Linked DNA regions of Mus musculus: region 2 is linked to region 1. Evidence: chromatin contacts called from public promoter capture Hi-C data. All regions are on one chromosome and are shown on one strand. The core of a region is the stretch at or near the end of the contact, and the rest is flanking DNA. Distances in the headings are between cores, read along the strand shown. Region 1 holds the start of Cse1l (chromosome segregation 1-like (S. cerevisiae)). Region 2 holds the start of Ptpn1 (protein tyrosine phosphatase, non-receptor type 1).

Region 1 (5,247 bases), core at 2,208-4,707:
GCAGGAACCTAGAGGCAAGAAGTGAAGCAGAGGGCTGGCGAGATGGCTCAGTGGTTAAGAGTGCCAACTGCTTTTCTGAAGGTCCCGAGTTCAAATCCCAGCAACCACATGGTGGTTCACAACCATCTGTAATGAAATCTGATGCTCTCTTCTGGAATATCTGAGGACAGCTACAGTGTACTTACATATAATAAATAAATAAATAAATCAAAAAGGAAAAAAAATATTTAAAAATAAAAAAACAAAAAAGAAGTGAAGCAGAGGCCAGGGAGGAGTGCTGTTTACTGGCCTGCTCAGCCTGCTTCCTTGTACCACCCAGGACCACCTGCCCTGAAAAGAATTAATCCCAGAGACTGCATACAGGCAACCTGCTAGACACTCCCTCTTCCCAGATGACTTAGAACTGTTGTAAGAGGACAATCTTGGGCTGGAGAGATGGCTCAGTGGTTACGAGCACCAACTGCTTTTCCAGAGGTCCTGAGTTCAATTCCCGGCAACCACCTGAAGGCTCACAACCATCTGTATAGCTGTATATACACATAAAATAAACAAATCTTTAAAAAAAAAAAAAAAGGACATATAGGTGAACACTCACACATAGAACATTAACACCTTTTCAAAGTCCTGAGTAGCGGAAAGCCTAGCCTCTTCCTATGGGCCCTCAGATGAAAATGAAGGTTTTGGGAACAAATACTTTTCCCCAAACATCTCACAAACGCCCATGATAAAATGTCCAAGACTCTTGTCTTTTTGTCAACCTCACTAAGAGAAGCATTTCTGAGGCCTTCCTTGCATCTGGGAAGAGGGAAAGGAACTCAATAAATGAAAATTAACAATACATCAAGAGATTAACTTAACATCTGTTCCCACCTTAAAAGTTTTTTACAAATTTATGTGTATCTGTATATGTTTCTGCCTGTATGTATACCTAAGAGTCGATGGAAGCTAGGGGCCATCAGATTCTCTGGAGCTAGAGGTATAGGCAATTCTGGCCCACCTGTAGGTACTGGAAACCACCCTTGGGTCCTCTGCAAGACCAATACATGCTCTTGACTACCGAGCCACCTCTCCTGTTCCCCGAGATTTTACTATAGGCATTTATTATATGCACATGTGCCACAGCATATGTGTGAAAGTCAGAAGACAACGTGCAGGAGTCAGCTCGCCCCTTCCAGCACTGGGGTCCCAGGGAACCCAGTTGTCAGGCCAGGGAGGGGTCACTTAGGGTTACTTTCCATCCATCCATCTTGCTCACCCTACCCTTGGCTTTTTTAAAAGAACAGTTACTGGGGCTGGTGAGATGGCTCAGTGGGTAAGAGCACCCGACTGTTCTTCCGAAGGTCCAGAGTTCAAATCCCAGCAACCACATGGTGGCTCACAACCATCCGTAACAAGATCTGACTCCCTCTTCTGGTGTGTCTGAAGACAGCTACAGTGTAGTTACATATAATAATAAAATAAATCAAAAAAAAAAAAAAAAAAAAAAAAAAAGGGGGGAGTTATATCCCCCATACACCACAAAAAAAAAAAAAAAAAAAAAAAAAAAAAAAAGAACAGTTACTAAGCACACTTCAAGACAACAGGAGTCTGGGCAGTAACCTGAGTCCCTACATCATTTCTCTGCTTCCACTCTGTATCAAACCCAAACTTACACGGCCACAAAGTCCTGCACCAGCTCTTCTTCCCACCACTTGACTTGGATTTTCCTAAGACGCCCCGAATTCCAAGTGAGTTTCTGTCCTTGAGTTTTTGTTTCTTGTTCACCTCACCTTTCCCTGGTTAGTCTCTGCTCAAACGCCACCTCTTCACCTGTCACCTCTGTCACGACCTGAAATACCTGAACTCACTCACGGACTCCTCCAATTAGAACGTGAGCTCCCTAAAGAGAGACACCTTGTCCACTTGTGATTCTTCACTATATTCCCAGGGTTTCATAGAATGAGATATTAAACAAATAAGGCAATAAATCAATTCCACAGTTAAAAGCACTGCTCTCTCAACCAATTCCTGTCTAGAGACTGGCTTCCCAAAGCCCAACTAGAACACCAAACAGCCAGAGGGGAGAAAATTCCTTTGCACAAATGGAAAAGTGAAGAAGAGTTGAGTGTGGTAGCCTACACTTGTAGAAAGATAACGCTCTAAGTCTAGCCTGGGCTATGAAAGACCCTTTATCCAAAATAAATAGATAGACAGACAGACAGATACCTTCCATGTCTTCATAAAATAACAGAGCATTCACCATGTGGCTCTCATACATGGGACCCAGCAATAAAAAGTTATCCTTAAAGATAACTCAGAGCAGATGAGAACCGTGAGAAACAAGCAGTAGTTACTACATATAAGGTCAATGCTACAGGACACATAAACGTGGGTGATGTGGCCATCGCAGTGAGAACTGAGAACTCCTCCCTAAGAAGGGAACTTGAAAGGCAGGGAGGGAGGCAGCCCCGCCAAGATCTGAGGTCAGCTGCTTCTAACATCACGAAAGCTGGGGACTTAGCATACAGGACGGGACTATGAATACTTAAAAGAGCCGGTCATGGAGGCGACAGTGCTTATGGAGAGACGAATGGCCATGGTCAGCAGTTCAGGCGAGCCCTCTGGGAAACACAGCCTGCAGTCAGCGGAACCTTCAAGCCACTTAACCGAATATGCAAGTGAAGAATCGTAAGTTTGAGGAGAGGGTAAAAATGCCATTTCAGTGGAAGAGATTGTTCAACACGTGAGGGAGCACGGTTTCCACGCCCAGCATCACCTAATTATTTAAAAACTAGGAAATTCGTAGAGAGGCAAGGACTAGCTCTGAATTACACTCCTAGGGAAAGACGGAGTGTGCGTGGGGACAGATTATCTAACTGGAAAGCCGGCGAGCCCCAGGCAGGGGAACACCATTCGCCTGTAGGTTCCTTAGGTCCTAGGGACACGAACGTCACAGCCAGCTGAAACCCGAGGGCCAAGTCCACTCTGGCGGAGGCCAAAGCCCCGCGAAGTCAGAGTGGGCGATCTCCGGCCTCTTTTAGAACCAGGGACCCAGACCGGCTCGGCCAGGTCAGGCCTCGGCGCGGAACAGCGCTCACGCTGCGGGCCCCGGCGCGCCGAGAACGGACGCGCGGGCTTGACCAATCCGCGGACGCCTACGCGGCGGCGCGACCAATCCCAGCAACGCTGGAAGGGAAGGGGCGGGAGCTCGAGAAGCTCGCGTGAGGCCGAGCCCCAAGCTGCCCCAGCTTCCCGGAGCGGTCAGGCCCGACCCAGAGGCGGCGTGCGGGGAAGACCAGGCGCGCGTCCTCGGGCTGAGGCCCAGATCCACCTCCCAGCGATCGGCCCCTCCCTCAGCCGCGTCCCCGCGGCCACCCTGCTCGCTCCATGCCTCACCTCGTGGGGACGCCGAGACCGAGGAGGGAATCCCAAGCGAGAGCTGCAGCCGACACTACCCCACTCCAGCCGCTGCTCCGCCTCACATTCAAACCCTGGCAAAATGGCGCGGCGGCTAAGGTGGCGGCCACTGCGCATGTGCGAGTGAGACCGGGACGCGGGGTGGAGCCAGGAATGCTTTGGCCCCACCCCGGCTGCGAGGGCCAATCGGAACCATTGCTCGGGTCTGCGGTGACGTCACAAGAGACCGTGCCTTTTGACGCAGGCTTCTGTTTTGGGTTTCTTTCCTCAGACCCTAGCAGGTTCTGCGAGTGGCTCCTAGTGGCTTCTAACTGTTGGATGGAACGTGCTCGTTCACGCCTGAGCGAAGGGACAGAGCAGAGCGTCTGTTCTAGGACAAATAGAATAAACGAATGAGTAAGAATTTCAAGCTAGGGGATAGCACGCTTGGTTAAGCAAGTGATAGCTGCGCAAGGAAGAAGACGGGAGTTCGAATCCCCAGCACCCACATAAAAGCCAGCCTGACTACAATTCCGTACCTGGGGAGGCAGACACAGGAAGATCGCTGGGGCTTACTGGCCGGCCTGTCTAGCTAATTGGTGAGCTTCTGTTTCCATAAGAGATCCAGCCTTGAAAACTAAGAGAGCAATGGATGAAGACACCCACATTCATTCACTCACACACACATGATTTCAGAAGCTGAAGGCGATGGCTCATGCTTGTTACCACTTGGCACTTGGGAGGCAGAAGCAAGACAATCGCCATTTATTTAAGCCCAGCATGGTCTACACAGAGGCCAGGCATAGCTACACAGTGAGATCCTTTCTCAAAAAAAAATTTTTTTTTTCAGACGACGATGTAGTTGGTGGCAACTTAAAGGTAACTGGGATGTTCATTTGACCCTTGAACAAGAGAAATCTTATCTTTTCAAAAGCCAGGAGACAGTTGTGTGACTGTACGCCTCGCAAGCAAAGAAAGGTGAAGGTCTAGAAGCAGGTTTTTGATCAAGACTGAAGCCTAGTGTTCTGTAGTAAGACCGGGCTGAAGAAGCCAGCTTAGCTTGCCTTCTCTGTTCCTCTCTGCTACAAGCTTACCCCACTTTACTGCACTGATATGTGTTCCTTCCTGTCTCTGGGTCCAGGAGTAGCTGGCTCACTTTGCGTTTTAGCCAGTAAAGGACAGGCTGCCTAGCTTGCCATGAATTCCAGGTCACAAACACTCATTTTCATAATCGATACTTCATGGGAACGCTTACCCTCAAAAGCATGCATTGTTTATGTAAGGTTCTCATTAAACTGTTTTTTTTTTTAAGATTTATTTATTTGTTATATGTAAGTACACTGTAGCTGTCTTCAGACACTCCAGAAGAGGGCATCAGATTTCATTACGGATGGTTGTGAGCCACCATGTGGTTGCTGGGATTTGAACTCAGGACCTTCAGAAGAGCAGCCGGTGCTCTTAACCACTGAGCCATCTCGCCAGCCCTAAACTGGGTTTTCTGTATCTTACCTGGTTGGCTTGACTTCATTCTATCATCCTGAGTTAATTTATGTAACAGGAGGGGTGCGTGGGTGCCATGGTAGCTGTGTGAGGTCAGGTCTCACCAGCTTGTGGGTCCCAGGGATTGAACCCTGGCCCTCAGTCTTGGCAGCAAGTGCTTCTACCCTCAGCCCTCCTCCTCATGCTGTCTGCAAGGCGTGTGAGTTTCTTGTGTTTCTTCTACACAAGAGCTTAAGTCTTACTGCTCTTCTTTATAGCCGTGCCTCCAACACTCAGCACACCCCAGCTGCTCAGTAAAGATGTTCTGGGGTTTTTTGTTTGATTGGTTTGGTTTGCTTATGACTTCTCGAGACAGGGTTTTTCTGTGTAGCT
Region 2 (5,774 bases), core at 1,076-3,575, 1.0 Mb before region 1:
TTTTAAAATGTAAAACAGGAGCACTTCCATAACCATCTTCAAAACTACAAATATGCAGGGTGGCACACTCCTTTAATCCCTGCACTCCAGAAACAAAAACAGCCTGATCTCTGAGTTCAAAGCCAGCCAGATGGTCTACAGAGCAAGTTCCAGGACTGCCAGGGCTACACAGAGAAACCTTATCTCTAAAAAACAAAAAGAAGAGAGAGAGAGAGAGAACATAAAACCTTCACACTGGGGAACCAAGGGCACAAGCACTTGTGAACAGGCTGTGCGGACCCTGGCATCGTACTTAACTTGTGGGGCTTACTATTACTATTACTAGCAATTTACTAACGTGTGGGGCTTAAGTGTGGAGGAGAAATTGGAGAAGAATGAAGAAAACAGATTTCAAAGCCAGCCCACTCTGCGCCAGCTTTAACAAGGCTTAGATGTCGGGGCAGGCCACTCTAACCTAAAAGCGTAAAAAACCACATTCTACCATAACTTATTAATGATGCCAATTTGTTACCAAATAAGTCTGTCTCAGTACTAAAGATTCAACGGTCTCCACTTGGGACGGTCTGTTTAGCCAACAACCTCCACACATCAGAGTGGCTTACAGAACAATCTTCACGTGCTGTTGTTACACTGGGATCCCCTTGCATTTAATCTGATACAGAAAATCTGCCCACAGACCTGACTCCTTAGTGGAATCTGTCCAGCCAATTCATAGACTAGACGTGCAATACAAATGTTACAATTGATCGCTCGACTGACACAGATTACACTAGCTACAAATATCTGCCCCCCAAAAAAGCTGACGAGCACACCGAGGCCCAAGTAAAAAGAACCCTGTCAAAGAATCTGGAAACCAAGGCAACCCCCCAAAAAAGGTTTTGTCAGTCAAGAACACCAAACAACAGCCTGAGGGTGCCTACTTTCCTAAGTGAAGCTCAAAATAGATTTCAATTTCCAGCTGATGGGTCTCACCCGCTGTCTTTTGAACCTAGAAGCTGAAAGCAGAATAAACCGCCTGCTCTCTTTACCCGAGGAACAGGATCTATTTTGCACATGCTTATTTAAGATGCCTGGCGAGTATGGTTAATCCTCACAACCCCCGCACTGACATTTAATCGGAAGATTTGTTTTCTTTAGAGGACTTAGCTGCTTGCAAAGACATCTTTGCATTTTCAATTCACTGTTTCATACATGGCGGGGGGTGGGGGGGAGAACCCTACTTTCATAATACTTTTTTTTTTTTTAATGAACCACCAGAACCCCTCAAGTGGACCGGATCACAGAAAACAGAAACCATCTCAGCTCACGGTCAAAGGATAAAAGACAAAAGAAAGAGGCCATTTGGAGAGGGTCAGGCAGCTATAGGAATGGGTTCTGTGTCCCCCTAGTTAGTCGCCTAACCTCATGGCTTGTCACTCCTTGGTCTATTCAAAGAGCAAGTCTCCTTCCCTGTCGAGCCGCTAGCAGCCCTGCCGGTGATGCCCTAGACAAGGCAGCCCCTTTGCGTACAGTCACCCTCCACCAGAACAGGTCTTTCTCTTCTCAACACTTGTCACCAGATGCAATGATCAGTATTTGAATGTCTGTGTGACTATAGCCTCTCGGGGGGGGGGGGATAGGTTAGGTCTACGGTGGCGTTCAATACACACCAGCTCCAAAGCCTAGCACCGAAGAGACCCTCCAGCTCACGTCTAACAAATGAATGGACAGGAAGGAGTAAGGGGGCTGTCATCCCCGGGCCTCCACCACCGCACACCGAGGCCCGAGGAAGTGAAATGTGAGGGGGCGGGGGTGTCGGCGAGCCCACCCTCCTCCCCAGGAGACAAAGGAAGAGGGCCTGAGGTGGTCCAGTCCAGACAAGGAAGCGGCAGGGGTGTGGACCAGTGGGGACAAAGGGTGGCTGGGCCATGTTGGGGTCGGGTTTGCGGGGGGAGCTCGAAGATGACAGGGACCGCGGAGAGATAGAGGCGAGTGGGGGTGTCGCAGGGGCCGCGAACCCCAAGAGGGGTCTAGGGCGACGAGGATGCGCGACAGGAGTCCCCCGAGCCGGGAGGGTCGGGGAGACGGCGCGGCCTAGGGGCCCCCGGCTCCGCACCTGGTAAATAGCCGCCCAGTTCCCAGCCTTGTCGATCTCCTCGAACTCCTTCTCCATCTCCATGGCGGGACGGGTCGGCTGCCCGAGTTCCCACGGCCGTCCGCCGCGCTAGGCCGCGTCGCTCCGCGTCCCGAAGCCCGTCACCCGCCACCACCGCAGCCCCAAGCTCCCCAGCAGCGGCTTCTGCATGTCAAGCCGGCAGCCGGAAGTACGCACCCCCGCCTCACCGCGAGCTCCGCCCTCTGTACGGGAGGACCAGTCAGCTAGCGAAAAGGCGGCCGGCACTTCCGCGGGGGCGGAGCGGTAGGCGGGGCATCGCGGACGAGGCCCGAACCCGAGGAGCAGACTTGCTGCGCGCGCCGCGTGCGGCTTCCCGGGTTCCGCGCTCCGGAGGGCGCGCGCCCGTTGCCCAAGCGACCCCCGGCGGCGCGCCCACGGCGCGTGGGCCGAGGCGGGACTCGGGGAGTATCCTGAGTTCGAGCCTCAAGCCCGCCGGTTGAGTCAGGCGGCGAGGGCGTGGCCTCGAGCTGGGCGGTTGAGTGGGAGCGGCGTTTCCTGTCCCGGTCTGTTTTTCTTTTTTCTTTTTTTCCTTTTTGTCTTGGTTTTTCCAGACAGGGTTTCTGTGCGTAGCCCTGGACGTCCTCACATTCACTCTGTAGACCAAGACTGGCCTCGAACTCATAAATCCGGCTGCCTTTTTCCCGAGTTCTGGGATTAAAGGTGTGTGCCATCACTTCGGGCTCCGTTCTTTATTTTTAACTCAGGGTCACGATATTCCAGGCTGGCCTCTCACTTGCTGTCAGGCCAAGGATAACCTCTTATTTGCTGTCAGGCGAAGGATGATCCTCTCGCCTCCATCTCCCACGTCTTGGAATCACAGACATGCATTGCGGGGGATAAACCAGAGCTCCGTGCATGCTAGGACCTACTCCGGCCACATCCCAGCGAGCAGAGTGTTCGTTTTAGACAACGAATCACTCTATAGCCCGAGCTGGCCTGGAGTTCACTACGTAACCCAGGCCAGCCTCCAGCTCTGGATCTGCCTGCCTCAGTCTCCGGAGTTTTGGACAGGTGCTAACACCCAGCTGGCCACTCTGCTCTCATGAAACTTGGGAAAGTCCATAAGAGTTTTTACCCTGGCAGAATGAACGGATGGGACATGTGGTGCTAGTTTTCTGTCTTTCTCCAGTATCAAGAAAATCCTGACCAGATGTGGTGGCACTTGCCTTTAAACTCTCCAGGTAGAAGCAAGGGGTCTCTGAGTTCCAGGCCAGCCTGGTCTACATCGTTCCGGGACAGCCAGTTATACAGTGAGACCCCTTCTCAAAACAAAAAAACAACCAAAAGGGAAAAAATCTTCCTTGGGGTTTGTTGGTGACTCATAACCATCCTAACTCTAGTTTCAGGCCGTCTTCTGACCTTCAAGGGCACAGGGTATACATGTGATACCATACTACTGTACATACATGCATACAAAACCATCATACAAATAAATCTAAAAACATGTTTAAAAGAAAAAAAAAATCTTCCTCTCTGATGTCATCTGGGTGCAGATTCTGTGGTTTGTTCAGACTGCCCAGGGTGAGCACTGAATGTTGGTTCCGATGCTTGGGTTCCTTGAAGTATGTGTGAAGGATGGGATTGCCTTCCCTGGGGAAATGTAACTGGAACATGGAGTTGTAAACTTCCATTCTGGGATAGAAAGGGAGACATAGGTAGGAGCCGTGTCCTGTGCCCAGTGCCAGCTCCTGGTGTGACAGAGTGACTTCCAGTTTGCTCCAAGGGTACTGAGGTAGGCAAAAGGGCCCATGTTCATTTACTCTCCACAATCCCCCCTCACAGAGGCATTTTGATTCCCATCTTAGAGCTGCCAAGAGCAAAGCACACAGACAAAGCCCTTGTCCAAGGCAGCATTGCCAAGCAGGGTTAGCAGCTAAACATGTCTGTAATCCTAGCCCTTGAGAAGCTGAGGCAGGAGGATTGTGGAGAATTCGAGGTTAACTGTGTCTACACGGCAAATTCCTGGTACATAGTGAAACCCTGTCTCAAAAAGCCACAAAGAAAGCAGTCTTGCAAATGGGAAGGGAGGCTGGGTTCCAGGTCGGAGGATATCTTGCATAGGAGCCAGGCTTCTGAGGGCTCTAGACTTGGGGTCTAAGACCCATGATGCAGGGCTGGAGAGATGGCTCAGCAGTTACAAGCACTGCTTTTCCGAAGGTCCTGAGTTCAAATCCCAGCAACCACATGGTGGCTCACAACCATTTATAATGGGATCTGATGTCCTCTTCTAGTGTGTCTGAAGATAGCTACAGTGTACTTATTTATAATAATAAGTAAATCTCTGGGCCTGAGCAAGTGGAGTTGACTGGATGCAGCCTGGAGTAGATGTGCTTGTGGTGGATCCCTTGGGTTTCTCCACTGTGAAAGAAAGATAAGACTGCCTACCTCGTGGGAGGGGCTTACTGTATCAAGGGGCTCAGTCACTTTTCAAGTAGTAGCAAACAGGTAGATTTCATTCCCCCCCCCCCCATTAAAATTAGTTATATGTGCGCCACAGGTTACGTTTTGCGGTCTGAGGACAACTTGCTAGGATCAGTTTTCTCCTTCTGCTGTGTGAGACCCAGGGACTCAAACTCAAGTCTTTAGACTTGGCAGCAAGCAGCTTCATCCAGGAAGCCCTCTAGCCAGCCCATTAATTCTTGCTGAATAAAGACAGCTGGTTTGATAAACATCCTTAGAAACAGAGTGTTATACTAAGAAAATTAAAGTTGACCATTCCGGGGAAAACTTGGGGACTCCACACTTGGAAGTTGCCTAATTGAAGTAGTTGCCTATGTGAGCGACTCTGGGAGGTGGGGTCCCAGTACACCAAGCTAAGTGCCCATCCTGAGCTCAAATGTTACTCAGGCTTGCCTGGTGCGCCCCTACCCCCCACCCCCGCCCCCGGACTGGATCCCCTCATGTCTTTTTCTTTCTTGTCACACTCAGGGCAGAGCCCAGGGCCCCCCACAATGCTTGGCAGCCACTCTAACCCTGAGCTTCATACCCTGGTCTCTCTTTTTATTATTTCTTTGACAGTTTCACTAAAGTGCCTCCGCAGGCCTTAAACTTTTGATCCTCCTGCCTCAGCCTCTTGAATAGCTGTGAGGACAGGCCTGTGCCACCAGGCCCGGTTGGTCACTGTTCACAAGCCCCGGAGTTGACTGCATGGTGGTACTATTGATGCACAAGGCCCTTCTCTGCCTCTTCTAGCTCTGACAGGCTGTCTTTCCTTGGCTGTAGTTCATCATTCTGCCTTATTTTCACAGGGCCTCTCTAGTTCCTCCTGTCTGACAAACCCACCGCCTATTCTGTAAGAACACTTGTCATTGTGTCCCAGACATAAGTGGCCAGTCCAGTAGATCCAGATCTCCTCCTGAGGCCCCTAAGTCAATGACATTTACAAAGACTCTTTTCCCAAATGAGGTCACATTGGTGACGTGACTTCTTAGGGGCCCCCATGTAACCCACTGAAGTGGCAGACAATGAAACCCCATGAGAAGTACTGACCCTGAAGGAGAGGCTGAGTATCAGTGTCTCATATCCACTCTCTGTATATCAGCACCAGACATGGGGATGCCTTCCAGAGAAAAACGCCGGCTTTTCATTCTGCTTAGAAAACAACCCTGGTCCAGGGCTG

The links. Promoter capture Hi-C pulls out the DNA fragments that hold promoters and counts their contacts.
Region 2: a promoter capture Hi-C map of erythroid cells shows a contact between it and region 1, with 9 times the contacts expected there. The contact joins the promoter of Ptpn1 here to the promoter of Cse1l in region 1. A contact is called at or near these places in 1 of 39 promoter capture datasets (erythroid cells) and 1 of 115 datasets of contacts at active chromatin or transcription factors (pancreatic cancer cells).

The regions. Positions count from the first base shown.
Region 1 is chr2:166,904,306-166,909,552 of GRCm38.p6, reverse strand. It overlaps Cse1l (chromosome segregation 1-like (S. cerevisiae)), which reads right to left and starts at 3,457. Exons shown (of 25, transcript NM_023565.3): 1 at 3,376-3,457. It overlaps Gm31204 (a long non-coding RNA gene), which reads left to right and starts at 2,259. Exons shown (of 3, transcript XR_866966.3): 1 at 2,259-3,974.
Region 2 is chr2:167,928,878-167,934,651 of GRCm38.p6, reverse strand. Ptpn1 (protein tyrosine phosphatase, non-receptor type 1) reads right to left here and starts at 2,325. Exons shown (of 9, transcript NM_011201.3): 1 at 2,096-2,325. The coding sequence starts at 2,158.